5 separate regions of the Mus musculus genome follow, and all the other regions are linked to region 5. The links are chromatin contacts, called in public Hi-C and HiChIP or PLAC-seq maps. All regions are on one chromosome and are shown on one strand. Each heading gives the region's core, a stretch centred on a gene start, on an enhancer-like site or on the middle of the called end of the contact. The rest is flanking DNA. Distances are from core to core; before and after follow the strand shown.

The links. HiChIP or PLAC-seq counts read pairs in DNA pulled down with a chosen protein or histone mark. A called contact is a pair of places that touch in the nucleus more often than the background predicts.
Region 1: a contact with region 5 is called in a CTCF HiChIP or PLAC-seq map of the NIH/3T3 cell line, with 10 read pairs. The contact joins two enhancer-like sites. A contact is called at or near these places in 1 of 15 datasets of contacts at CTCF or cohesin (the NIH/3T3 cell line), 6 of 115 datasets of contacts at active chromatin or transcription factors (acute myeloid leukemia, embryonic basal ganglia, embryonic forebrain and 3 more) and 1 of 9 other capture datasets (embryonic trunk).
Region 2: a CTCF HiChIP or PLAC-seq map of the NIH/3T3 cell line shows a contact between it and region 5, with 13 read pairs. The contact joins the promoter of Ranbp3l here to the enhancer-like site in region 5. A contact is called at or near these places in 13 of 39 promoter capture datasets (the 3T3-L1 cell line, 3T3-L1-derived adipocytes, cranial neural crest and 7 more), 2 of 15 datasets of contacts at CTCF or cohesin (the NIH/3T3 cell line and embryonic stem cells), 12 of 484 Hi-C or Micro-C datasets (the C2C12 cell line, brown adipocytes, cerebral cortex and 2 more), 6 of 115 datasets of contacts at active chromatin or transcription factors (the NIH/3T3 cell line, craniofacial prominence, embryonic basal ganglia and 3 more) and 1 of 9 other capture datasets (pancreatic islet).
Region 3: a CTCF HiChIP or PLAC-seq map of the NIH/3T3 cell line shows a contact between it and region 5, with 10 read pairs. The contact joins two enhancer-like sites. A contact is called at or near these places in 1 of 15 datasets of contacts at CTCF or cohesin (the NIH/3T3 cell line), 3 of 484 Hi-C or Micro-C datasets (the C2C12 cell line, embryonic fibroblasts and nephron progenitors) and 6 of 115 datasets of contacts at active chromatin or transcription factors (the NIH/3T3 cell line, acute myeloid leukemia, craniofacial prominence and 3 more).
Region 4: a contact with region 5 is called in a Hi-C map of cortical neurons, with 4 times the contacts expected there. The contact joins the promoter of Cplane1 here to the enhancer-like site in region 5. A contact is called at or near these places in 12 of 39 promoter capture datasets (the 3T3-L1 cell line, 3T3-L1-derived adipocytes, the C10 cell line and 6 more), 2 of 15 datasets of contacts at CTCF or cohesin (large pre-B cells and pro-B cells), 5 of 484 Hi-C or Micro-C datasets (cortical neurons, hematopoietic stem and progenitor cells, olfactory sensory neurons and 1 more) and 6 of 115 datasets of contacts at active chromatin or transcription factors (the SCID.adh cell line, T-cell acute lymphoblastic leukemia, astrocytes and 3 more).

Annotation. Positions count from the first base shown.
Region 1 is chr15:8,908,833-8,914,461 of GRCm38.p6, forward strand. No RefSeq gene overlaps it. Among named protein-coding and RNA genes, the nearest start is that of Ranbp3l, 56 kb to the right of the region's middle. Within about 2 kb of position 2,904, at least 3 of the 459 cell types and tissues checked have an H3K27ac peak or open chromatin away from gene starts, as enhancers often do. A contact at or near this core is called in the NIH/3T3 cell line, where this site is marked.
Region 2 is chr15:8,964,830-8,970,343 of GRCm38.p6, forward strand. Ranbp3l (RAN binding protein 3-like) reads left to right here and starts at 3,120. Exons shown (of 14, transcript NM_198024.2): 1 at 3,120-3,687. The coding sequence starts at 3,597.
Region 3 is chr15:8,937,280-8,942,481 of GRCm38.p6, forward strand. No RefSeq gene overlaps it. Among named protein-coding and RNA genes, the nearest start is that of Ranbp3l, 28 kb to the right of the region's middle. Within about 2 kb of position 3,737, at least 10 of the 459 cell types and tissues checked have an H3K27ac peak or open chromatin away from gene starts, as enhancers often do. A contact at or near this core is called in the NIH/3T3 cell line, where this site is marked.
Region 4 is chr15:8,167,548-8,173,077 of GRCm38.p6, forward strand. Cplane1 (ciliogenesis and planar polarity effector 1) reads left to right here and starts at 1,559. Exons shown (of 53, transcript NM_001162906.1): 1 at 1,559-1,942; 2 at 2,759-2,847; 3 at 4,146-4,274. The coding sequence starts at 4,194. It also overlaps the pseudogene Gm46494.
Region 5 is chr15:8,628,009-8,633,543 of GRCm38.p6, forward strand. No RefSeq gene overlaps it. Among named protein-coding and RNA genes, the nearest start is that of Gm46508, 48 kb to the left of the region's middle. Within about 2 kb of position 1,368, at least 66 of the 459 cell types and tissues checked have an H3K27ac peak or open chromatin away from gene starts, as enhancers often do. A contact at or near this core is called in 3T3-L1-derived adipocytes, the C2C12 cell line, the NIH/3T3 cell line and 6 more, where this site is marked.

The sequences.
Region 1 (5,629 bases), core at 1,654-4,153, 280 kb after region 5:
TTTCTGACCTACTATATGGTCAATTTTGGAGAAGATACATGAGGTGCTGAGAAGAAGGTATATCCTTTTGTTTTAGGGTAAAATGTTCTGTAGAGATCTGTTAAATCCATTTGTTTCATAACTTCTGTTAGTGTCCATGTGTCTTTGTTTAACTTCTGTTTCCAGGATATGTCCATTGATGAGAGTGGGTTGTTGAAATCTCCCACTATTATTGTGTGAGGTGCAATGTGTGCTTTGAGCTTTACTATAGTTTCTTTAATGAATGTGGGTGCCCTTGCATTTGGAGCATAGATATTCAGAATTGAGAGTTCCTCTTGTAAGATTTTACCTTTGATGAGTATGACGTGCTGCTCCTTGTCTTTTTTGATAACTTTGGGTTGGAATTTGATTTTATTCGATATTAGAATGGCTACTCCAGCTTGTTTCTTTGGACCATTTGCTTGGAAAATTGTTTTCCAGCCTTTCACTCTGAGGTAGTGTCTGTCTTTTTCCCTGAGTTGGGTTTCCTGTAAGCAGCAAAATGTTGGGTCCTGTTTATGTAGCCAGTTTGTTAGTCTATATCTTTTTATTGGGGAATTGAGTCCATTGATATTAAGAGATATTAAGGAAAAGTAATTGTTGCTTCCTGTTATTTTTGTTGTTAGAGTTGGGATTCTGTTCTTGCGGCTGTCTTCTTTTAGATTTGTTGAAGGATTACTTTCTTGCTTTTCTAGGGCATAATTTCTGTCCTTGTGTTGGTGTTTTCCCTTTATTATCCTTTGAAGGGCTGGATTCGTGGAAAGTTACTGTGTGAATTTGGTTTTGTCATGGGATACTTTGGTTTATTCATCTATGGTATTTGAGAGTTTTGCTGGGTATAGTAGCCTGGGCTGGCATTTGTGTTCTCTTAGGGTATGTATAACATCTTTCCAGGATCTTCTGGCTTTCATAGTCTTTGGTGAGAAGTATGGTGTAATTCTAATAGGTCTGCCTTTATATGTTACTTGACCTTTTTCCCTTACTGCTTTTAATATTCTATCTTTATTTAGTGCATTTGTTGTTCTGACTATTATGTATCAGAAGGAATTTCTTTTCTGGTTCAGTCTATTTGGAGTTCTGTAGGCTTTCTTGTATGTTCATGGGCATCTCTTTCTTTAGGTTAGGGAAGTTTTCTTCTATAATTTTGTTGAAGATATTTACTGGCACTTTAAGTTGAAAATCTTCATTCTCATCTATACTATATATTATCCTTAGGTTTGGCCTTCTCATTGTGTCCTGGATTTCCTGGATGTTTTGACTTAAGATTTTTTTTTTTTTTTGTATTTTGCATTTTCTTTGATTGTTGTGTCCATGCTTTCTATGGAATCTTCTGCACCTGAAATTCTCTCTTCCATTTCTTCTGTTTCTGATGCATCTATGGTTCCTGATTTCTTTCCTACTGGGTCTGATTTCTATCTCCAGACTTGTCTCCCTTTGGGTTTCCTTTACTGTTTATACTTTCATTTTTAGATCTTTGATGGTTTTGTTCAACTCCACCACCTGTTTGGTTGTGTTTTCTTGTACTTTCTTAAGGGATTTTTGTGCTTCCTCTTTAAGGACTTCTACCTGTTTAGCAGTGTTCTCCTGTATTTCTTTAAGTGAGTTATTAATGTCCTTTCTAAAATCCTCTACCAGCATCATGAGATATGATTTTAAACCCGAATCTTGTTTTTTGGATGTATTGGGGTATCCAGGACTTGCTGTGGTGGGAGTGCTGGGTTCTGATGTTGCTGAGTGGTCTTGGTTTCCACTAGTGAGATTCTTAAGTTTGCCTTTCACCATCTGGTAATCTCTGGTGTTAGATGTTCTAGCTGTCTCTGGCTGGAGCTTGTTCCTCCTGTGATTCTGTTAGCCTCTCTCAGCACACCTGGGAGTCCATCTCTCTCCTGAGTCTCAGTGGTCAGAGCTCTCTCTGCAAGCAAGCTCTCCTCTTGCAGGGAAGGTGCACAGAGGTCTGGAGCTCAGCTCTGCCTCTTGGCTGAAGATGAAGGCCCGAATGAACCCTGTCCAAGATGTTATATTGCTTCTTCAGCCTGTGCACTTTCCTGCACAGACTGGTCTCTGAGAGACCCAGGATACAAGATGGCATTCTCACCTGGTCCCAGGGTCTGAGCCCTCCCTGGACGCTGGCTCTCCTCTGGTGGGGAAAGTGCGCCGAGGTCTCGGTCTCAGTTCTGTCTCCTGGCTGAAGATGAAGGCCCAAAAGGACCCTGTCCAAGAAGCTATGCTGCTTCTGCAGCCCGTGTGCTCTCCTGCGCAGACTGGTCTGTGAGGGTCCCCCAAGTTCTTATGAAATAAGAATGTGCTTACTATGAAGTAAGGAGCATTGTTTCCCATAATAGGAGTTTCTGTGTTTTCCTCCTCTTTCTCTTTTACCTTTGTGTTTAGTACTGTTTTAGGGAGCAGGAAAAGAAGGCTGAGTAAGGCTTATGCTTCCTCAAAGAATGGTCGGTGGAGACACCCAGACAACACTGAGAATTCAGGGTGTATACAGAGATAAATGGAGTGGCGAGGGTTGGTCCATACAGCTTTCCCTGGTAGTTGATGCTTTCTATGAACTTGAGCTCTTCATGCTGTTCCCTGACTTCTTACTCACAGACTGATTTGGAGTCTTTTATGACTCAGAATAATTATTCATTCTGGCAAAATGCTAAGGATTCAGGGGAAATTATGCTACAAATCAATGTCACTAGGTCCCATTTTTCTTTGGACCTGATAACCTAGCAAGCATTTGAGTATCTCTAGATCTAAGGAGTGAATGGCAGCGGATTGCATTTTGGGAGATAGATTTCACAGATTCAGTTATTCCCCCAAGTCTCTCTGTAGAAACAGGCAGAGATTGGTATATGTGATGATTCATAGCATTTCAATATCCATTTCAACTAAGAATGTCTTGTTTTTCCACATTATTGTTAAGACTATCTTGGGCAATAAAGCTTATTTTGGCCTGCATGGCATTCCCCCTTTCAATGTTCTGAACATATAATAGACCTTTGAAGTGGAAGTTTCTGGATATGTCAGGTGATACAGACTCAGTTGGTGTTTTGCTAAGACAAGACCCATGGAAGGACACATGATGTTTGGAAAGAGTTTAAATAGTACTCAACAGACTGTCGGTGTGCTTGCATAGCTAGCTTTACAACTCTTTGTTTGTCTCCAATCTTCATCTTTGCTGATCTTCACTTCATTGAGAGAGGCAAGGCAGAGAGAACTTCACCTGGCATCCCTGCTGGTACTGGTTGCTGGCTTGGCGGTTTCTGCTAGATTGTGCCACTGTTGCTGATTCGTGTTTGGTATGCTGACACTACTGAACTGGACTGCTGTTATCCTGAAAGAGATTGCAATCATCCCAACGAACTACTTCTAAACACCCCCTTGTCCTATTTACCATCTTTCCTTCCCTAACTTTGGACAGTGGGCTAGAAGGGGGGTTAAAGCATTTAGAATCCTTATTAAAAATAGATTTAAAAAAAATCTAAGCCTACAGATCTTTGCCTTTCATGTTTTAGTTTTAAAACTTTATTTTTAGTACTGTGATAGAATAATGACTAGTAATATTCAAACTATAAATTTTAACTCAACTATACATAATTTATGTACATGTTCAACTATTATTAGCTAATTTCTCAAATCATGATGTATATTACAGGCAATACAAGCATTAATAATAATGTTTAAAAACCTGTATATTAAATTATCTTGGTAGTTGCAATTTGGGAGCACACTTCTTTGTCACATGGTATAACATGTATTTCCTTGCATTATTTTTGAAAGACATATGAGTAAATGATTCTCTGCCAAGGTATTTTTGTATACTTATTAGATTGTATTATTGCAAACAGTATCCTCACCTGAAAGTCTCATGTGGAACTCTGTTCTGTCAGAGCTGGTTTAGTTAAGACTGGGTATTTCTGGCCAGTTCTGAAGCCATTCAATGGAGTGAAGGACTCAGGTTCTGTCTATTCTTCTAGGACACTTCCCACTCTGTTCACACTTTTCCTAGGAGACTTCACACTCCCTCACCTGTTGTATGAACCTGATTGTCTGACATGCAAGCACAATGAAGTCATCTGCAGAATGTTGGTAGAACCCATTTTTCTTTCTCAAAATTTGAATGAACACAAAAAGGAGTTCTAATATTTTCTTTCAGCTTCCCACCAGGTGACCCCCATCCTTCTTTGCAGTTATGTGCTGCACACCTTCAGCCAGAACTTCAGTCTCTGTCAGAGGAGCTTCACACCTGCACTGAACAGGAGGATCACAAGCACTGTGGCCTGGGCTCTGACCAGAGGGCGGGGTTGGGGCGGGGTTGGGGTGGGATTGGGGTGGGGTCTCTACTCCTGAAGCTCCTCTAGCAGAGCAGCAACAAACTGAACCATGACACATTAACATCTCAGTCACTGTGAAAATTCAGAAACTTCTACCTGGTGTAATCATTAAAGACAAATTTCATAGCTTAGAAAATGATTTTAGAGATCTGAACACACCTTATTGGGGGATGGGGAAGAGGGGAAGGAAAGGGAGCAGGAGACATTTTTCTCAACTCAGTTTCAGGAGGAGAAAAGGGAAAGATAATGTCATGGTTTGTATATGCTTGGCCCAGGAAGTGTCATTATTAGTGTCGCTCCTTGTTGGAGTAGGTGTGTCACTGTGGGTGTGGGCTTAAGACCCTCACCCTAGCTACCTGGAGGCCAGTGTTCTGCTAGCAGTCTTCAGATGAAGATGTAGAATTCTCAGCTCCTCCTGCACCATGCCTGCTTGGATGCTTTCATGCCCAGCTTTGATGATACTGGACTAAACCTCTGAACCTATAAGCCAGCCCCAATTAAATTGTTGTCCTTTTTAAGAGTTGCCTTGGCCATAGTATCTGTTCACAGCAGTAAAACTCTAACTAAGACAGATAAGCTTTGTCCATCAATGACTGACACAAACTGGGTAATTCTTTTATTAAAATAGTCTTGCAATTTCAGGCTATATATAAGAACTAAAAAACTGTATTTCTACAAGAGAATGCTATTCTATATCTTCTTTTATCCCTTTCTGTCCTTCCTGGAACACATGTAGGAAAAACATTTTAATCTTTGTGTCATGAATATTTCCTTGAAAACCATAAGTATCTTTTCATATAACCTTTAAAAGCATAAATAATATATTTTGAATTTTTAAAAAGATCCATAATATTGAACTATTAAAAAACAGCTAATACATGATATGTTAGTAGATTTGTTTGTTTAATAATGTATAATATAGGCTGCCGCCATGTTGTTGTGGTTGTGAGAAGGCAGCGGTGGCGGCGACGCTCCAGCGGCCCAGCCACTGGCCCCTGCCAACCCTGGCTGGCAGCCTTCTGGGGTGGCAGAGGAGGCCTTGTGGTGGCGGGCCTTGCCATGTCCTGCCGCCTGATTTCCTTGTGAAATCTGGTAGAAGAAAAAGTTCTCAGGACGATACTCACTTGTGCTTCAGAGTCACAGACTGGTGCAAGCTGGCTAGCTAGAGAATGAAATCAATGAACCCCCAGTTCAGCAGCAGATCCTGCCTTGGTGAATAAAGTGTAAAAGGTCTCAAGCAGAAGAGAAAGAATAGCCTTGTCAGAGACTAGAGAAGGACACGG
Region 2 (5,514 bases), core at 1,870-4,369, 340 kb after region 5:
CGCTTATCAAGAGTGTTGCCATCGTTCAGTTGGCCATGCTGCATCAGAAATCTACTTCCAACAGTATATACGGTAGTTTAATATGATTTGATGGGGTAAAAGGAGGGACACCAAGTTAGGTAGGTAGGGAAGAAGTGGACCTGAAAGAAGGGGGAGGGAGATGGATATAGTCAAAATTTGTATGAAGCTGGGCGGTGGTGGCACACGCCTTTAATCCCAGCAGAGGCAGAGGGGCAGAGGGGCAGAGAGGGGCAGAGAGAGAGAGAGGCAGAGAGAGAGAGAGGCAGAGAGAGAGAGAGGCAGAGAGAGGCAGAGGCAGGAGGCAGAGGCAGAGGCAGAGGCAGGAGGCAGAGACAAGCGTATTTCTGAGTTCCGGGCCAGCCTGATCCACAAAGTGAGTTCCAGGACAGCCAAGGTTATACAGAGAAACCCTGTCTAAAAAACAAAACAAAACAAAACAAAAACAAAAAACTTATATGAAATTCTCAAAACTAAACTCAAACTAAAAATATCATTACCCATAGACTTGATATTGCAAATATATTTGAGAAAAGGAGAGCTGTGAATTAAGCAAGTAACTTTCTTGAGGACTAATGTAATGCATTTCTGCTTTGTAAATAGGGTTCAACTGAGAAGAGAGAATTCTCTAGTGAATGCAATACCATTAGATTGTTAAACTGAATTTGTCAACTCTAATCATGAGACACCAACGCTCCAAGTATCTCCCCTAAGAGTAGCGGCTGACAAGCCTCTTACCTGTAACAATGTATCTTTCCACTCTACTCTTTGGAGAGCACAAAGATGCAGGTTTCCAGAAAAGAAGAAAAGGGTAGGATAGAGAAGGAAGAACCCAAATAAGAAAGCCTGTGGGGGTGGGAGACAGCTAAGCAGGTAAACTGCTTGCTGGACAAATATTTTATCTTGAGTTTGGATCCCCACCTGGTCCTGCCCAAACAGGTATAATGTCAGTCCTGGAGGCAGACATAGACGGAGCTCTGCAGCTTGATGGCCAGCTAGTCTGCCCAATGCAGTGAGCTTAAGATTCAGCAAGAGATCCTGTCTCAAAATATGGGGTGGGTGTTGGTGAGAAAAGATACTTGAAGTCAAACTCTGGCCTCCACACATGCATGCATGGACATGTGCACCCACATACCAGACACACACATGCACACACACATATGCGTGCACACACACACACACTCATGCATGTGTATTAGTTAGGGTTCTCTAGAGTCACAGAACTTATGGATAAAGGAATTTATTGATGACTTAGAATCTGCAGTCCAATTCCCAACAACGGTTCAGTAGTAGCTATGAATGGAAGTCCAAGGATCTAGCAGTTACTCAGTCTCACACGGCAAGCACGCAAGGGAGCAAGAGTGAGACTCCCTTCTTCCAATGTCCTTATATTGTCTCAAGCAGAAGGTGTAGCCCAGATTAAAGGTGTGTTCCACCACACCTTTAATCCCAGATGACCATGAACTCGGAGATTTAATCTTACCAAGATCCAGATCAGAAACTTCTATCTCCAAGCCTCCAGATAAGGGTCACTGGTGAGCCTTCCAATTCTGGATTGTAGTTCATTCCAAATATAGTCAGGTTGACAACCAGGAATAGCCACTACAACATGCATGGGCAATTTTGCCATTCCAATGTCTTGCTTTTGCTCATAAGCAAAATGTACAGCAAAGCATGGCTGGTATGAAGTCACTTGGTGGCTGTTTCTAAAAGGTGAGGAAGAGCAGTGCCTGTGGAGGAAATGCCTGTTCTGCATCCTCGGTATGCTTTATTCTGTCCTGTCACAAGGAAGACTCGGCCAGGCTGGATTCACTCCACTGGAGCCTACAACGCTTAACCCTAAAAAAGCAGTTATAAGTGTAACTCAAAGCTCAGGGCATTAACTCAGGTGCATCCCTGCTGCAAATTATACAGCCACTGCCGAGGACTCCATAGTGTAACCCCAAGCAGAACCCTAAGGGTCCCCAAGCATCAGCCCTAGTCTCTAACATGGTAGCACTTGTGACAGACCTACAGAAAAGCTGGAGTCCATCAATGAAGGCAAACACCAGCTTTGTGTACAAAGGCTTTGCTCCTTTGTCTGGAACAGAGAATTAAGAAACACATGTGCGTGGGTGTGCATGTGTGTGCGTTTGTGCACACACATTTGGGTTTGGATACATGTGTGACTGTGTGCATTGTCTCAGGTGTGAGTGTATGCCTGGGTATGCACACACAAACATATGGGTGTGAGAGTGTAGATTTCATACTTAACTTTATATCTCAGATTGTGCCCAGGAATCCACTTCTTCAAGTCTACATCTTTATGCCAGCTTTATCAAATAAAACCCAAAATATAATACAAAAAATTCATTTGAATTAGTCACAAGAATTACAAAGGTGAAGTGATATATGCATTTCATGTGTTTTCAGAAATGAAAATATGCTTGGGAAATTGTCAATTGCCTTAGGATGAAAGAAGAAAACAAGAAGAGACACATCTCCCTGCCTTCTAGATATCATAAGGAGGCAACCTTATTAGGGTGTTTTATATCAGTTTCCAAATTCAAGCAGAGCGTCTCGCTCAGAGTCACGCTGCAAGGCAGGACCTATGATATTCATTATGACTTCACTGAGTCTAAGGAGTTTAGGGTTTGCTTTCCAACAGTGATGGACCGGCAAGCACAAGAAACCTCACAAGCTGCCTTGTCTTACAACCCAGAGGCAGCAGTGGTCGAGACTGTGCTGGGAAGCAAAGCTAATGTTTCCGGGTAGTGTTTTGTGCTCCTCTCCTGGAGCCTCGGAGCTGTTTACAGAGTCCGAGAGTCCCAGCAGTACATTTCCATGCGCTCCTGACCAGATCCAGCTGGATCTTTTCCATTTCGCTTGTGCCTGAGAATAACTGCACTGCCCAAGCCCTGCTTTGGGCTTGGGCTTTAATGACAACGCAGCAGAAGCAAGGTGGTTAATTGCTGTGCTGTCCGGACATCTTTACCATCCCTGCTTTGGTCACTCCGTTAAAACAATAAGAATGCTATTTCTTGCCTGCCTCTCTATGCTAATCAGCTAGCCCAGTCTCCTCCCCTCCAGCCTCCCTTAAGAACTGTACACATCCAACTGTCACAGGGGCGAACTCCAACCAGGCAGATTTAATCCTGCAGCGCTTTCCCCCTTTGCTTGTTTCTCTAGCAGTCCTCTCTACACTAGAGGGACTGGACTTTACAGCAGAGAAGGAACTGAAAACGGCTAAAATTGAACGAGAGAGCTAGTTTCACCGAGAGACGTCGTTTCTTTTTGAACATTCTAAAAGGGGAAAGGTCCAGGGCGCTTTAAAATAAACTAAGAGTTAAGTCGTGTTTCCAGCCAAATAAGCTGGCATCTTTGTAGGCAGGAGGTGCGATACTGGTAAATATTTACTGCAGAATTCTTGACCAGTAGAAACCCTGGCATGCTTTTCGAGGAGTAAATGTTTTACATGCGAGGCGAGATCTGCGCGTGCCTCTGTGTTCTTTCCAAGTAACTTCTGAAGACAGTTTTTGATGTCTGGCTAAGACAAACTGCGCTAGTGGTCCCCGAGTCACAGCCAGATCGTTGGTACCATGTCTACAACACAAAGGAAAGACGACAGCCACCTGTTCACCAGTTCGTGCACGCGTCAGCTGCAGGTGCAGGAGGATCGGCAACAGCAAGGTGGGTCTAGAGAGCAAAGTCCTGCGCTCTGTGACTTTCTGACCTTTTGTATGTCTGGGGAAGGGTGGGCTGGTGAAGAGCTTGCACCCTCTGAGAGGAAGAATAATAGGCTGGACAGTAGGTTCCCGTGGCCTCGCTGTTGATTTAAAGGATTATCATTTCTTGAAAGACTTTTGAGAATACATATTCCTTGGAAACAGGTACTCAAACTAGACACTGCCAGTTGTGTAGAGTGTGCTAGGGTGTGTATAATTGAAAACACCCATGGGGCAAGGCTGACTGGGCTATTGAGGAAATTTAGCCAAGAGCAGCTTTGTTAGCCTGGCGCTAACCTCATGTCCTACTACTAGTAGGGGCTTTGCTTACATCTAACTTTGTGAAGACCTCTGACTCATTCAGTTGTGGAAAATGCATATTTTGGCACTCATTTTAGAGTCCAAAGAGATCTGGAACAGACAGTGTGGCATTTGACTTGATGGACACCTAAACGCCACACCTCACCAGGCTTTCCATGAATAATCTTTAAAAGCATTTCAGATTGACTACTCAGCCAGACGATTGATACAAATAGACCAACTACTACTCTATCCCCTTGATAAGGACAACAGAAGACACTAGTGGGAAAGGCTGTGAGCTGATGACACCAGCATCACCCTGCCCCTCCCCCAGGCTAAGAACTTTCCAAACGCATCTAACTCCTTGCAGCCTGTCATGGATCTAGGATATACAGTGCATAAGAGCCTCATTTATTTCTGTGTATACTTGGCTTTGGATTTCACTCTCCTGGTGGGTAGCTGCTAATGGATGGAAACCTCCCACATTCAAGGTAGCGTAGGGGTGCTAACATTTGGTGAATGTCTCAAGCCACCTCCCTGCAAGATTCCGGAGCTGAGCTGAGTGACCTCATGCCACACGGGGCTTAGCAGAGCAGGGACAGGAGATGATTCCTGTGTAAGGAGTACAGTATAAGCCTTTCAGAGCACGCTGGTTAAAAGAGGGAGTTTTGAGCCAATAGCCTTAGACGTGGCACTGTCCACGTGGCTCACGTGTTACTAGGAAATCTTCGGTTTTGTCTAGGTGTTTCTTTGCTGCTCTCTTTTACTTAAAATGTGCAAGGCCTCAGCTTCTCTCATTCAGATGTGATATTTATAATAGAAAATTTGGTGAGAGGAGCCTGGAGAAGTGAGTAAAAAGAAGTCCTGTAAGTGACATCCTAAAGACGCCTGCTGTGAATATTTTAACAGGCAGCCTAGTCTCTTCTTCAATGTATGTGCTTGGACTGTTATTTTGCTTGCTTTTAAAAACAAAAAGACTCCACTTATTTGGCACTTAGTACTCTGTAAACTGCCCTTTAAATGCCAGTACATGATGGACAAATTCTTGCATCATTATATATGATCTCCCCAACATTATTTTTAGTGGGCAATATCAGACACTTGTCACTAAAGTTAACCCAATTAAGCATAAGTTAATAGTTATAACTGTACACAGACGATTCATTGCATGGGGCAAATTCTTAGAGAATGATATGTCCTAAACATTATGCAATTTTTAAACTTTTTTTTTCTGGCCAAGTGGTTTTCCACTCTCCAGGACTGAAGTTTGGAAAGGGCATGATCCCCGTAAGACTGGGCATTAGCTTTAGAGTTTGTTTCCAATTTTATAAGTGGAAAATAATATCCCTCTGTTGTTTTAATTTAAGGATGGCTGTCTTGATGGTTTCTCATTTACTGGCCATCCAGAGAAGCCTGGAAATATCATTATGATGACATACTTCCCAAAATACCAAGAAGGCTCCAGCCTACTCCTCCCTTCTCAACCAGGAGC
Region 3 (5,202 bases), core at 2,487-4,986, 310 kb after region 5:
TGTGAGACAGGGACCTCTTTAACATTCATATAATATTACATTGCTAACCACAATCTTATGGTTAATACAACAGCTATGGGAAGCTATGGGTACAGTGAGAAATGACAAAAATCTTCAGAGTCCTGCAGAGTATCATCCTGTGGCAATGGTGAGATGTGAAGATGGAGGAAGCCTGAGGCTCTTGTCATATATTCCATTCATGATGAATCCTAGGATCTTCCAGAGCCACCTAACCCTCTCAGGTCTCCACCTACACCTATTCTCTTTTCCGTGCCAGAGACATGTAGGTTCTGAGCACAGAAATGCAGCATCCTCCAAATCTCTGCTGTTTTCTCTTGAGACCAACTATACACGGGTATCAGGAGGAAGGACACTACAGACCTCCTTGCTCAGAGCCCTTTCAGATGGGCAGAGGGAATTCTTCTTGTACCTACCTAAGACCATGGCTTTCTGACACCAGCCTGAGACCTCTGAATACAGCACTGCTTGGGAAATTGTTTGCTCGTTTGTTTTGTTTCTCCAAAGTCTGTGGGCATAATCACAGGTGTCAGGAGATTCTGATATCGCAAAGATCACCTCACTCTGGGTAAGGTACCTCAGTCTTACCCTCCTGCTCCCTCATTTAGACTCTTGTTCCACAGCATTTGGGGAAGAAAACAATTCTATCGGGTTGTCTTAGTTAGGGTTTCATTGCTGTGAAGAGACGCCATGACCACGACAATGCTTATAAAAGAAAATATTTCATTGATTTACAGTTTCTGAGGTTTAGTCCAGTATCATCATGGCAGGAAATGTGGTAGTGTACAGGTAGACATGGCAGTGCAGAGGAGCCGAGAGTTCTACATCTTGATCTACAGGCAGCAGGGAGAGACTGTCACACTGGTTGTAGCTTAAACATATGAAACCTCAAAGCCTGCTTCCACAGTGACACACTTTCTCCAAGAAAGCCACACCCCCTAATAGTACCACTCCTCATTCCCTATGAGCCAAACGTTCAAACACATGAGTCTGACTTGAGGGGTGGGGATACCTGTTCAAATCACCACATAGATCCTCTTCCAAAATTGATTAAAAAAAAATATATATATATATATATGTGTGTGTGTGTGTGTGTGTGTGTGTGTGTGTGTATGTATGTATATATATATATATATATTTATTTATATATATATAAACTTTATGTGCATTGGTATTTTATCTGCATGTATGTCTCTATGAGGATGTTGGATCCACTGGATCTGGAGTTATAGACAGTTGTGAGCTGCCATATAGGTGCTGGGAATTGAGCCTTGGTCTTCTGGAAGAGTTTCTAGTTCTCCTAACCACCAAGCTGTCTCTTCGGCCCCCAAGGTTTATTTCTCTAATAGTATAAGCTTTCAAGCATTTGCCCTGATTCAGCTGCCACTTCAAGCCTCCTCCTCCCTAAAATCACAAATGTGACCATTTCATTCAGTTTCCTCCCTGCAATAATCCCTGGGGAATGTGTCCACTCCCTGGCTGCTGCCCCCACAGTGCATGCCTTGTATATTTTCTTTACAATAGATATTTAACAATCAATTTTGGGAACACCGTTTTGTTCCTGAGGTGCTGCTCCACACTTGTCATCCCCGTGCAGTGAAGGCACTCTGGCTGCTGCTGGGTAGAGAGGTGGTGTCCAAGGGAGAAAGGAATAGGACCCTTCAGCTCTGAGTATCCTACATCCAGCCCGGAGAGGGGACAACGGGAGTTTTGTTACCATAGAAACAGACCTGTCTTTAGGGTCAGGCTCGAGATTATTCTGTGGACAAGTTCACATACGACTCAAACTGTCTTCCAGTTCAAAGGGGCCCATCCTGGGTGTTATAGGTAACCACTGCCCAGGTAACCATCAATGTAATCTAGAGGCTGGGTAGCACATTGTCTATCAGAATTGGACCAGGGATTAAAGGACCATGGTGGAGGTGTGCAGGGATGATGCAGAGGCAGATGCTGGACTTTGGGCAGTGGCTAGAGTTCAGGGGAAGAGATCTGGCCTAGGAGGAGAACATGGAAAGGGACAGATGATAAGGGGAGACGAGGTTACATGGAAGGTGGTGGGCATTGTGAACTATGTCACCAAAGGTGTGAAGGCTGTGCCTTGGTCCTAAAAGCCTGGCCCCCACAGCTCTTCCCAGGGACATCTAACACTGCCCCGTCGGACATTATATTTAAGAGCCAGTCTTGTCCCCTGAGAGGCTCTGCCAGAGCCTGACCAATACAGCTGCAGAGGCACACAGCCATCCATCAGACTGAGCACTGAGACCCCAATGGAGGAGTTAGGGGAAGGACTGAAGGAGCTGAAGGGGTTTGCAACCCCATAGGAAGAACAACAATATCAACCAACCAGATAATCCAGATCTCCCAGCAACTAAACCACCAACCACAGAGTACACATGGAGGGACCCATGGTTCCAGCTGGATGTATAGCAGAGGATAGCCTTATCTGGCATCAGTGGGAGGGGAGCCCTTGGTCCTGTGGTGGCTCGATGACCCAGCATAGGGGAATGCTAGGGCGCTGAGGCAAGAGTGAGTGGGTGTGTAGGGGAGAACCCTCATAGAGGCAGGGGGAGGGGGAGAGGATGGGGAACCGGTAAGGGGGATAACATCTGAAATGTAATAAAATAAAATAATTTAAAAAATGTAAAAAGCCAGTCTCACCCCTATTTAACCTTAGGAAAGAACCTCATTTTCCTATAAGAAGCAATGTAAACTCGTTAAAGCGTTCATCTCCCCAGATTTGCAAGTATGTTAGTTCATCTGTAACCTGACTGCTGGGAGCCCTATAGTGCGATACATCCAGTTCTGTGGGGCATAAGCTTTTGCCTATCATCCTTTTCCCATTTTCTGCCTGCAACTCATACAGGATATTGAAAAGAAACAGCATCTAGTGCATATGAAGCCTACCATTGGACACAGTGTTCTTCGATTAGTCAGCTATAGTTGTAGTTCTGTTTTATGCACACAAACCTGACCTTAACAGGCACACACCTCTGTGGAAGGAGGCTGTAAGTGTCAGATGTACGTGGAGACTGAAGATTCAGAAGTTGGAGGAAAATCCAGCAGATGTAGCTAAGCTTCCAGACTCCTACCTTGGGAGGTTTGTCGAATCTTAAGGCCCTGTAAAGTAGGAGACACACGTCTGATACACTGTCTTTTCCCAGTATGATTAGCTCAAGACATAGTGTGTGTGTGTGTGGGGGGGGGGAGGTAGTCCTATGTCAGTAAATCCAGTTACAGCGAGGCTATTTAGGGAAAGAAAAAAATGAAAAACAAAACAAAACAAAAACCCAACATGATAAACAACAGAAAGGAGAGCCTGGTGGTTTATGGAAATCCCAGCTGTACTTCTAGAAAAAAAAAAAAAAAGATTCTCTGCCCCTATCAGTGGGTGGGGCCTCAGCCCCTTCACATTTCAAGTACATATTTTATTCATTTATCCATACATCCACTCATCAGTTGATCCAGTAAATCCTTTCTGGTGCTTGTAGAGTTCCAGGCACCGTGCTAGATGCTGGAGAAACACAGAGAATGAAATACACAGCGCCAGGTCCGGCATTTTTGTGATCTAAATTCATGGCTCAAATATGACAGGTATACGTGAGGTTATTCTGGGAAAGAGAAAAAGCTGAACTGGATTTGCTATCCTTTTGCATCCTCTGACTGATGCTTTAAAAATGACGTACGTGAAGTCTGAGGAGATGAAGGAATACTTCCTATTTAGACTGAAGTGGAAAGTTACTGGTATGCTCAGAAGCGAGCTTACATAATTATGGGCTGGGCTCAGATAAACTATAGTTGTTAATTTCTAGAATTTCCTCGGGCCATGAGTAAACTGCCCTTTGACCCAGGTAAAAATATGATGCCTACTTTAAGTGGAAAAATACACAGAGGGTGGAAATTTTATGTTATTTACCAGTAGGAAGCTGAGACTTCCTACACCACTTTCTGACCAGAAGGGTTGCTTAGTCCACCATTTTTTCCAACAGGTCCTAGGAGAATGGCTTTAGGCTCTGAGTGCATAGGTTATGATTTGGAGTTCGGTCCTTGGAGTAAAAAGACAGTTCTGGATTCTCTCTCTATTCCTCACTAGCTTCTGCGAAGCTAAGAAGTACCAGGCACCACTGAGACTCAGGCCCATCAACAAAGTGTATATAATAATACCTCTCACACAGGATTGGCAGATTTAAAGATGCGTTATGCAAAGGATATTAACTGCTTGGCACAGGGTTAGAGCTCAGAGCATGTTAACTGTGGGGACCTGAGGTGGAAGCAGAGGGTAACAAATCCTTTCTCGGATGGATTTCTGGGTTCAAGTCAGTTAACCCCTGACATGAAGTTGGTATCTTCATGTCCAGACGTGGCCTTATGCTCAAGACAGAGTCAGTTCGACCTATCTTCTACTTTCTCAGTTCACCTGCAAGCTGGCTGAGAACATGCAGATCTTCAAGCATTTAGCCAGAGATCTGCTCAGTGGTAGAGTGTCCAGAGTTGAGGGTGGGCCATTCTCGAGGGTCTGTAAGATAAGCAGATCCAGAGCCTCACTGGATCAATCTATGCGAGGTCAAGAGAAGGTGGCTCTTGAAAGGCACCTCTAGCAAATGCTTGTTGAGTATAAAGTGTGGAACAATTGAGCCCAAATGTGGTCACCCCTTGGCCTGGGAGAAGGATTTAGGAATCATAGTAGATGTCAGTCATTAAGAAGTGTAATTTAAATCTATAAGGAAGTACAGTCTGGAAGAGTTAAAATCAAGCATATGTTAGGTACAACCAACACTGAAGAGTAAACCAGAAAACAGCGTGCTTGGCAGAGTGGGCAGGGAGTAAAGAGTTGGAGAGGAACTGAGGAACGATGACAGCTAAGGACCTTAAACTGGCCACTAAAGGTTTGACAAGGGTTGGGTGAAATGTCACAAGTAGAACCCAGATTGCTAGAGACTCTGGAGTGACAAAGGAAGTGTGGAGGTATAAACGGGGCCAGGAGTTCATCTGAAGGATCCCTAAGGTGACAATCTATATGGATGTTGTATGAAGCTTTTATATCCTGCCAAATTGCACAAGATTCTTTGTGACTGACCTACTTGGGACAGGGGGTAGAGAAATGATCAAATCTGGTCCTTTGGTTTGGGGGAGTGTTCAAATAGCAAAGCTTCCCTACCTAGATTCTTGACCACCAAATGCATTGTA
Region 4 (5,530 bases), core at 309-2,808, 460 kb before region 5:
AAATGATAGCCTACCTATAATTTATGAAATAACCATAATCGAGAGATAGGGATAGCAACTGTCCACAACTTCCTCCTGCTGAATTGGGTTGACAAATATTTTTAAGGGGTGGGAGGAGGAGGGAAAGTGGAAGAAGTGGTTAGGCTTAAGAAAGCTAGCACTAGCATCTGTTACCCAGTCGTTGTATACGTAGAAGGCTCAGGGCTTGACAGGTTCTGACTGGAGCTGTCTGAAAGGCTGGATGAACCTAATCCGTCTGGAACCTGGGGCTATTCCTGAAGCTGCTCTAGAAGCAAGTCTCTGGAGACAGCATCAGAAGGGAGGGGGCTGGAGCAGCAGCTCATTTCAGCGTCCATGCGGATGAACCTTGTCAGAGCTGCACATTCAGCAATACGTGAATCTTACAACCAACAGTTTAGTACTGTAAGATACCTGTGTGGATTGTGCAAAGTGCACAGATGAGTTAAGGTTGAACTTTTGCTCCTTGTTTGAGCAGGTAAAAGACGAGTATTCTTTTTATGAGTTAATTTGATCGATAACCAATTGTGATAAATCCTTCATGACATGTGAAGAATTCCATGACCAACACGATTTATTGTCTAATTTTAGCTGAAGTTTTGGCTAGAGACTTTTTTTTTTTTTTTTTGGTTTTTTGAGACAGGGTTTCTCTGTGTAGCCCTGGCTGTCCTGGAACTCACTCTGTAGACCAGGCTGGCCTCGAACTCAGAAATCCGCCTGCCTCTGCCTCCCAAGTGCTGGGATTAAAGGCGTGCCACCACTGCCCGGCAAGTTTTTGTTGTTGTTGTTGTTGGTTTTTGTTTGTTTGTTTGTTTATTTATCTATTATATGTGTGTGCACTGTTGTCTTCAGACACTCCAGAAGAGAGCATCAGATTTTTGTTATGGATGGTTGTGAGCTACCATGTGGTTGCAGGGATTTGAACTCAGGACCTTTGGAAGAGCAGTCGGTGCTCTTAACCGCTGAGCCATCTCACCAGCCCGTTGTTGTTGTTTTTTAACTTGTTATTTTATGAGTGTTTTGCCTACGTGTATGTATGTGCACCACCTTTGTAGCTGGTGCCCACAGAAGCCACAAAAGAGTGTCAGATGCCCTGGAACTGGAGTTACTCAGGGTTATGTCGTAGGTGCTGGGACTCTGAAATCGGGTCCTCCACAAAGGCAACAACTGCTCTTAACAGCGCAGATCTAAATGTTGGTTCTTAAGGCATTCTCATGCCAAGCTCCACGGAGAGCTCGGAAACTCAAAAGTCTTGCACGAGGGGAAGCCAGGGATGGATGGAGAGAGAAAGGACTACCGAGCTGAGGAGAGAGCAGGAGGGCAGGACAGACTCGGTGGAGGTAACCCACTCTGGCAGGCTTGCAGCGCTCTCCCAGAACCCCGGCGCAAAGCTGGCTACGCCGAGGAGGCGGGGCGGGCGGGGATCCGTCAGGTGCCCGCCCACGGAGCGGCATGGAGCATGCGCAGTGGGGCGGCCCCGCCCACGCGTCGCCTGGACACGGCTCTGGGGTGGCGGGCGCGGCCTCCTCCAGGGCTCAGCGGCTTCGCAGCCTCTGCGGTCCTCGGTGGGAGGTGGCGGCCTTGGGACCTTCCCCAGGGGCTCGGTCCCCGTGCCCCCCGCCTCCCAGGGTCTCCGGGCTAGCTGTGGGGACTTCCGTTTTCCTCGCGGCCGCCCGCCGTCCCGCCCAGGTCCTTCTTTGGGTCGCAGGCGTCCCCTCCCCGCCGTGGCCCCTCACACCTCCACAGGGGACCTCCGGGCAGGACTCTGCGGCCACAGCCACGAGGAAACCTCTGAGGAGACCCCAGCGGACGGCAGAGCAGTGAGGGATGGACGCGGGTTCCTAGCATCCTCCGTAGCACAAACCCCGCCCGGGACGTCAGCGATTTTCTTGAAATTGTATGCTCCGATTTGTTTGAAATAAAGGTACCTTTCCCCGGTTCCCGTAGACTGGGCAGATTACTCCTGTCATACATATATTTTTGCGCCATGGAGCGGATTTTTTTTAAAAATCAGTTCTTCCATCTGCAGTGTCTGTTGTGTAGTGCTTGGTCTATCCAGTAGCATCAGTGTTTTGAGAGGCTTTGCAGTATGCGTCAGAAAATGGTGTTTGCTGCATCCCAGGAGAGAGGTGATTGTTAGAATTCTAAGTGACGGGAGGTTGTACGTGATTCTGTAGCGCACCGTACTGAAATCTTGAAGTGGGTTTGCTGTCTTTCTATCTTTTATGCTTTACTTGAAAAAAAAAATATGTCTATCTTTTCCCAAACAAATCCTTTGCATAAATCTTTAAGTGTCTTTCACATCTAGAAGGACTCATTAGACAAAAAACATAATACAATTAATCCCTCAAAACCAAAACTAACAAGTTGCTGTCACCAGTAGAATCTAACGATGATTAACTCAGTCGTGCTGGGTTTTCTCCTGTTGCCTTTTATCAATTTTGCATTTAAAGTTGCATAATGTAATTAAATATGTATTTTAGATTAACCAGTTCCTTATGTTTTGCTGTACCTTATTTTTCTCTTTACATGTGCATATGTATAGTATTTAGGAATTATTAAACTACCTAGAAATAGCTTTTGATTTGAAGATGATTGCGTATATTAAATAGTCTTATATTCACTTGTCATACTCAGAATAATGCATATTTCTGGTAATGCTATTTTACATGAGTAGTCATCAAATTTAGGAAACTTGGCATTGAATAATATAGCATTTTTGTTTTGTTTTTTGATGCAGAATAAAATGCTTCATTTGGCCGCCTTGTGTGGTTAAATCATCCTTCATTTGGAACACCTGAGCTTCTGATTCTTCGCTGACACTGGTTGGTTAGTTTCATGTCCATTTATCACAAACCAGAATCATTTGGGAAGAACCTGAGTTGAAAAAAATGTCCCCCCCCCACCTCACGTGCCAAAACAGTGGTATGGCAGCTCTTTTCATTTTGAGGCAGGGTCGGGCTGGCCATAAATTCAGGTCTGGGCAGAGAAGCCTTGAATTTGGTCTTCCTGCCTCAGCCTCTGGAGTAGCTGCAACTTCATGTGCAGTAGCAACAGGACTGTGGAGGCTTCTTCAGGTGAGCTAGTTTGGACTTGCTCACAGCTGTGTGGGCTGACGGTCGTTTGCTTTACTTGGTGAGAGGAGTTTCATAAATGGTTACTCCAGGGATTTTTCTCCCCTTTTGTGATTTAGCCTTGGAAATTCATAGTGTCCCTTCCATTGTACTCTCTTGGCCAGAGTAATCCCACAGTCTACCTTAACGTCAAGGGAATCGGCAGAGCAGGAGGCTAGGGAATTTGCCGTTCTTTACTAAAATATAGTCAGCTACACTGAGAAATGCAGATCATATGAAACTATGTTTATGGCCACTGTCTGAGAAGTAGCGTATTAAGAAAGCAAATACATTTTGCCTCTGTTCAGGATGTGGATGAAATACAGAATGCAATTTCTTACCTTTTAAAAAGAGAGTTGTTGGGGCTGAAGAAGATGGCTCAGCAGTTATGAGAACTGGCTGTTCTTCGAGAAGACGTGGGTTCAATTCCCAGAACCCACATGGCAGCTCACAACTGTAACTCCAGCTCCAGGAGATCCAACAGCCTCACACAGACATACATGCAGGAAAGACACCAATTCACATAAAATAAAAATAAATAAATTTTTTTTAAAAAAAGAATTTTTATAGATGTATTAAAAGTTCTCCAACTTGTAAATTAACATGTTCAGTGTTACCATTTGACTTTCAGATGTCTCCCGTAGGCTCATTATCTTGATTGAATATTCTGTCTCCAGCTTGTGATACTGTTTTGAGAGGTTCTAGAAACTTAAAGAGTTTGGTCTGAGAACATAGGTCACTGGGGGTGCACCTTTGAAGGCTAATCCTGGTCCACTATCCCTACTCCCTCTGCTTTCTTTCTCCTGTGAGGCGAAGACTCTGCTCTTCCCTGTGCTCCTACAGCAGGGTATTCTGTGCAAACAGCCCACTGAGAGTTGGGCCTTCTGAAATGAAGCCACAGCAAATCTTTCCTCCCTTACTTAGGTGGTTTCCATCTGTTATTTTGTCAGTGTTGAGAAAACCTATCCTTTGTAAATATTTCAGGCTATTTGTTATTGCTGTTATTATTCACAGGATCTTGTGACTGGCTTTGCTTGATTGGTCATTGGTATCTCAACAAGCATGGAGATGAGATTAGAAGTTTTGACATCAACAAGTATCAAGCAGAAAAAACCCTGGCCCAGAGTATCCTGGTTGGGTCAAGTGAGTTTTCCTTTATTCAAATACTAAGTTAGGTTTGATATATGTTAAATATGTGCTTTTCCTGGTAAGATATAGGAATAGTCTGTGGCCTCAAAAAACATCAGAGTGTGTGTGTTAAAGTTACAATGTACAAGTTAGCATCTTCAGAAAATGAGGATGGGTATGGCAGGTGGGTGTGTCAGTTTTAATGTATACGTTAGCATTTACAGAGAATTGAGGCATCTATCTAGGTGAAAGCTTTTGTTTTCAATTTTTTTTCATCATATCAAGTTTCTTCATATCAAGGGAGTGTTGAATTTCTTATGCTTGCACTACCAAAACAGTGAAGTGTTTCCTAATATTGTGTCTTTTGTGAGTATGCTATAAAGTAACCTCAGTGCTGGGATAGGAGAGGTGGGCCATAAGGCATTAATAATCCAGGAGTGCCATTCACAAAATATGATATAGCACTCACACCTTAGAGTGGGGAAACCTACATAATCCCCTTACAATTATTTTTTAAAAATTATTTATTTGTTAATTATGTACAGTATTCTGCCTACATACATGCTTATGTGCCAGAAGAGAGCACCAGACTTTATTACAGATGGTTGTGAGCCACCATGTGGTTGCTGGGAATCGAACTCAGGACCTCTGGAAGAGTAGCCAGTGCTCTTACCTCTGAGCTACTATTCCAGCCCCTCTCCTTCTAATTATAAGGATCATTGACATAATTCAAATTTTCAGTGAGAAATTCTACCATTAATTAACTTACCTAGTCCTTTCTGCTCCCTCGCTGAACTAGTGAGCAGACATGGCCTCAGTGTGCAGAACGATGCCAGTGAGTTTGTGGATCTGTACATGCCGCAGAAATGCTCTGCAAGCAACCACATCATTGCTGCCAAGGACCATGCATCCATCCAGATGAATGTGGCCAAGGCTGACAGAGACACAGGCCAGTTTAATGGCCAGTTTAAAACCTGTGGCATATGCAGGGCCATTTGCAGGATGGGTGAGGGCAAGTCAGAAGCTTCTATTCTCTGTTTGGCTAAGGCTGATGGAATTGTCCCAAAAAAACTAGTGAACAGAAGAAATTGGGAATAATTTGTCATAAGTAAAAGTGATAAGTACCTGTGACAACTAAAAACAACATTAACTTACCTGTAACATGAGTTCTCTACTTTAATGTTTTGTTTTGTTTTTTGGACAGGGTTTCTCTGTGTAGCCCAGGCTGTCCTGGAACTCACTCTGTAGACCAGGCTGGCCTCGAACTCAGA
Region 5 (5,535 bases), core at 118-2,617:
CCCCCGGGGAAGCCCACCAATGCCCACCTGAGGTGTTTTACCACCAGCCTTTTCTTTCCTATGAATCCAAGGCTGGTGCCTTACTTCCTTAAGATCTTTTACAGGAGACTTGCCCGGGTAGCCTCCCTGACTACCCCGTCCTTAAAGTTCTCTAGTTCCTCTCCGAACGTCACCCTGCACTGGTGTGCTTCCCATCATTGACTATACCTGTCCTACATCTTAATCTGCTTGGGCTGCCTTAACACAACAGCACGGACTGGGCAGCTTAAAGGACACACAGTTATTGGTCACAGTCTGGGGGCCGAAAGCCCTTGGCGCACCCGCATGTTTGACCTCTGAGCTGGTCTTTTCTGGCTTTCAGACACGTGGCCTTTGCTCTGAGCTTGCTCTCTCTCCAAATACATGTTCACTGGGGTTGAGTTCCAATATACAAACATTGGAGGTGACATAGTTTAGTCTTCGAAAATCTATTTTACACCTGAATAAAATAGAGCTCTGGAGTGGGGGTGGTGGTGGAGGGAGGGGTAGGTTTATCTACAGTGCACATTAATGTGCCTGAGATAAGGTTGACACTCCATAAATACCTGGCAAATAAATGAAGGATCTGAGTTTTCTCGATGGGTTGAGTGGTACGACAAAAAATTTTATTACCTCAAATAATAAATTTATTTTATTATTATTATTTTTATTTTTTATTTTTTCGAGACAGGGTTTTTCTGTATAGCCCTGGCTGTCTTGGAATTCACTTTGTAGACCAGGCTAGCCTTGAACTCAGAAATCTGACTGCCTCTGCCTCCCAAATGCTGGGATTAAAGGCATGTGCCACCACTGCCCAGCAATAAATTTATTTTTAAATTAAATTTAAAAAATTAAATTTTAATTAAAGCATCAGTAAGTCTTTGAACCAGTAAGCATGTATGCACATCGGTGACTTTTCCTTTGTTTTGTATCTATTCTGCCACAATCCTAGGAAATTAAAATGCACGAAGAGAGACATGGGGAGGTTTAGGGCCAGAGAAGAAGAGATAAGGACGCTGGTGGTTAGCTTCGTGGTCCTTGCCTTTTCAGACTCTGGATCAGACGTTCTAAAACCTTGGCGCGCAACAGTCTTGTTAAAGCACACTGCTGGGTTCTACCTTCCAGAGCCCTGGATGGGGCCTGGGGAACTAGCCTTTCCTGTAAGTTCCCAGTTACTATCCATCCCGTCCTACACACTGGGAATCACACCGCAGACACGGACTTACTCAAGTTCACTTTTCATTCGGGCTTCTGAGCTGTTTCTCGTTCCACAGCCCTCCTGGAGCCCATCATTGAGGAGTTTCTAGAGAATGTTGGGTGGTTTATACGGTGTGGGCCGCTCTGGGTCGGGAGGTCCTTGCCACAGGGTGGCAGCAGTATCCCAGGCTTAGAGTGGCCTCCTCTCTGGGCTGCTTTAGTAGCAAATCTCCTGGTTCCCACCAGGGAAGGTTTGACTGGCTTTTCCATTTCCCCTTGGCTGGGAGGTGGGGGTGGGGGACAGCAGTGGGAAGGGGGCCGGCAGAGGGGGAGGTCACTGGCACACAGAGGGACAGTTTTGTTCCCTGGGAGACTCTGGGAGAGGAAGCTGGGTGGTCTCCCCGGAGTGTCGAATTATGCGCTTCACAAAACCACCATGCAGCGCAGGGCTGCTGAGAGAGAGCCAGCACTGACAAAAGCATCGCAGACACTGGCAGGGGAATCTGCTCTGCCCCGGTGCAGCGCCCGGAGCCCCTCCAGAAGAGCTCTGTCAGATTTCGGAGAGTCTGGTTTCCAGCCTCCCTCCCAGAAGACAGCAGTTCTTGCAGCTTCTCGCGGGCTTGCTTCCATCCATCCATCACATCTGCGGACCGCGAAGCCTCTCTGTCTTCACTGGCCCGTTTCGTTATAAACATTTCAAGAGCCGTCCAGAGTGCCAAGAACTGAGCTGAGAATTTGATGAACACACATGTATATAAATGATGTATATGTGTCCCGTTTATTCATTTACCACTTCTGCAAAGTGAATAATTACATACATCCGAGATAAAGAAGTTGAACTTCTTTATGTGCCATTTAACTAGCGCTCACTTCATGAGCATTCCTTTTAACATGGTAACTCAATGAGAAAGCTGGTTTGGGGATGGCGACTTTATCTGACCTCCACAGGTACAGAAGGGATCACCGAGGTCCAGCGACTTTTGCAAGCCGATTGAGAAGTCAGGTATATTATGACATAGATTAACCAATTGGGTCCAGATTTGGGATTAAACAACATCTGAAGGTCTTTAAGTTTCAGGAAACATTTCTCTCTCTCTCTTTTTTCTCCCCACCCCTTTCTCTCTCTCAGGTTGAGACATGATCTCATTAGGTAGTCCTAACTGGTTTCAATCTTGTGGTACTTTGGCCTCAACCTGCTGAAGTATAAGGACAGGCATAAGTTTACTATGCCTGGCGTGACATTTTCCTTAGGACAGCTGTGCTTTCTGTTTGTTTGGCATAGTTCTCCTAGGTTTAAAAGCAAGCCGGCTTTGGGATCCTGTTGTTTGAATGCAGTGGCTCTGGGTGGTAGTCTTCAGATAGGTGTTCCTGGCCGAGACCGTTTTGATCAGCTCAGTGCTCCCAGCTGAGCTGATTCTAAATGGTTTTTATTTTCTCTTGCAATGGCTATGTCTCCAAGCTCCTGTCTGGGCATTTTCAGGACTCAATAAATTTCCCCAAACTTACACAGTTAGAGAAAGCGCTCCTAAGTTGCCACCTGATGCCATTTCCCATTAGATTGATGGCGGTCTTGAAATCGGCTATGGACCCACCATCTCCTAGGTGGGAGACAGTGTCTCTACTTGTTCCTTCTGCTGTCCCAGTTGGACCCTGCTTCCCACGCCATCATACCTGGCTTAATGTAGGGGCTTTTGTGGAATGACTGCCATTTGGAATCTGGAAAAGATTTTGAAAAAAAAAAATTCCCCATTTCCCTCTTTACAGCTCCTGGAAAATTGGTCACGTTTGAACAGGACAATAGGGCAGACACATAGGTACTTTTCTAAAAGACACCCTCAAGTAAAGGGGAAAATGTGCTATCTCTTAAAAGCAATGCCAGAGACATGTCTGTATTTTAATGGGTTACAGAGAATGTTCTATGTGGAGTAGGGATGGAGAGGGGATGGGGGAAGAGAAGAGGAGAGTGAGAGAGAGAAGCAGATGCCAGCTTTAAAGTACTTCAAGTACAGATAAGCTAAACACCATTTAATTTATTTAAGACAGTTGCGTGGAGCCTCAAAAGTGATTCATCAGGCTTTTAAATGGTGGCCACAAGATTTACAAGGACATAATCAGTGATAATATTACCAGGACAAAGAAACTGTAGGAAATTCTAGATGTGGGAGTTTTAAAGAATGTTTTTGCTTTCACTTAGCAATTAAAAATTGAAGTGGTTATAACAAAAACTCCCCTCCCCCAACACATATTTTTCCCATATTATGTCCACTGTACTAAGGCAAATAGGAATTATTTTCTATTTTTCACTTCACTTGTATGTGGGCTTCCCATATTATCAAATAATAGAACTTCCAGTGTCTTCCATTTCATAATCACTGTATTATTTATTTAATTCTTACACTAAGACAATATTTGTTCCTTACCTGAAGTTAAAGTTTAATGGGCTGCCATATTTTATGTGATAACCCTTCCTTCAGAGTTAGAACTTAGTGAAAGAAGAATGTCCTGAAACCCAAGGCTGGAGTAGCAGTTGTGTGGGCTGGACAGCTCTGTCCTAGGTTGGAAGGGGTTGCCATGTTGTCTTCAGAGTGCAAGTGTGTGTCTGAGAAAGTATGGGAGAATGAGAGTCCTCTGTAGTCTATAATCTACAGTCTAGAGCCGTGATTCTCAACCTAATTCTAATTCCTAGTCCTGTAACCCCTGTGTTGTGGTGACCCCCAATCATAAAGTTGGTTGCTACTTTATAACTGTGATGTTGCTACTGTTAGAATCATAATCTATGTGTTTTCTGCTGGCCCTAGGCAGCTCTTATGAAAAGGTCGTTTGACCCTCACAAGGGGTCATGACCCACAGGTTGTCAAGGATCTCCGAGAGGTGATGGGAGAGAAAAGCTGAAGGGTCCCTAGGAAAATGAAGCCTTTCTGAGAGACCTTGCATAGATAAGGTGACCGAGGGAACCAAGAAAGGAGAGCCTTTGGGGATTTTAAGCCACTAGATGGTTTATACAGATTGAGCCCATTAAGCCCTCCTGTTATTGCACTTTAGAATTAGGTGTAGCTCAGGTGACTTCTCAGGTGGCAAACCAGAGCATTCTCTGTGGTGGTCCTGGCTGGGCTCCTCCCCCCCAATACCCCCCACCTTTAGGCACAGTGGATGTTCTCATCACTTCTTAGGACACAACTCACCCGTTCCCTTCCCTCCCCGTTCCCTTTTTGTGGGCTTATTCATTCAGAGTGTGCCCCAGTCGTAGCACTCAGCTGCCCTGGCCCCGAGAGAAGGCCACACAGAGCTAGGCATTGTTGATCCAGATCTGGGACCACCCGGGTGGGAGCAGTGGAAACACAACCTAGTAACACAGAGGCCTCATGACTGACAGCAGCTTCGGGTCAAGTGCCCTGCAGGCTGCCCGGAAAGAGGCCCTGCATTCCGGGGGCCCCATCGGGGTCTCCTCCACAAAGCCCCATCCAGAGGGAAACAAACCCTCCCTCCAAGCTCCCTTCAGACTCTATGCTAGAATCCCTGTGCTAGAATCCCGTCCACCTCCCTTGAATACAGGAAAAGGAAAACAAGGACCTTAACTTCTGAGGGCCTAGAAACTTAAAGAAAATGTGGTGTGTGTGTGTGTGTGTGTGTGTGTGAGAGAGAGAGAGAGGGAGAGAGAGAGAACAACCAACAAAACAGAAACAACAAACAACAACCAAAACAAACAAAAAAAACTAAATATATTTACTTAGTAACAGTAGAAAATGTTAGCCTACTGTTTTTTTCATAGTTCTGTTTATGAACAGACTTATGAGCACCCATGTGGGGATATTGACCTCTTTCCTTCTCATTCTGGTCAGACTGGGACTGAGATTCCCTGCTCCACAGACACAATGGCCCCGGCCAGTCTCACACAGTCCAGCTTCTTAAGATGGCTCCGTGGCCTTCACAAACTAACTCCACCTTAGGTGTAGAGTGCAGAGAAATTGGCTAAGAAACAAATACATTCTAGTAGTGGGTTGACTTCCTCTGTGCTTCCCAGATCACTTTCCAACATCTAGAATATTCCACAGGCTTGCGGATATTGATCTCTTGTTGATAACTGAGTTTTGTTCTCTCTGTTTTGAGCCATCTCCATCCTATTCCCAGACTGGCTACGTGAGTATCGTCTATGCCTTAGAAAAAGATTCAAATACATTGATTTTTAAAAGAAACCTCCTATAGGAAAACTGATAAAAATTAAGAAAAATGCAAACGTGCTAAATTTTATATTATCAAACATGAGTCATTCTACTGAAGTCTTCCTAAGGATGGCCTACCCTCTGCAAGCTCTATTTAGGA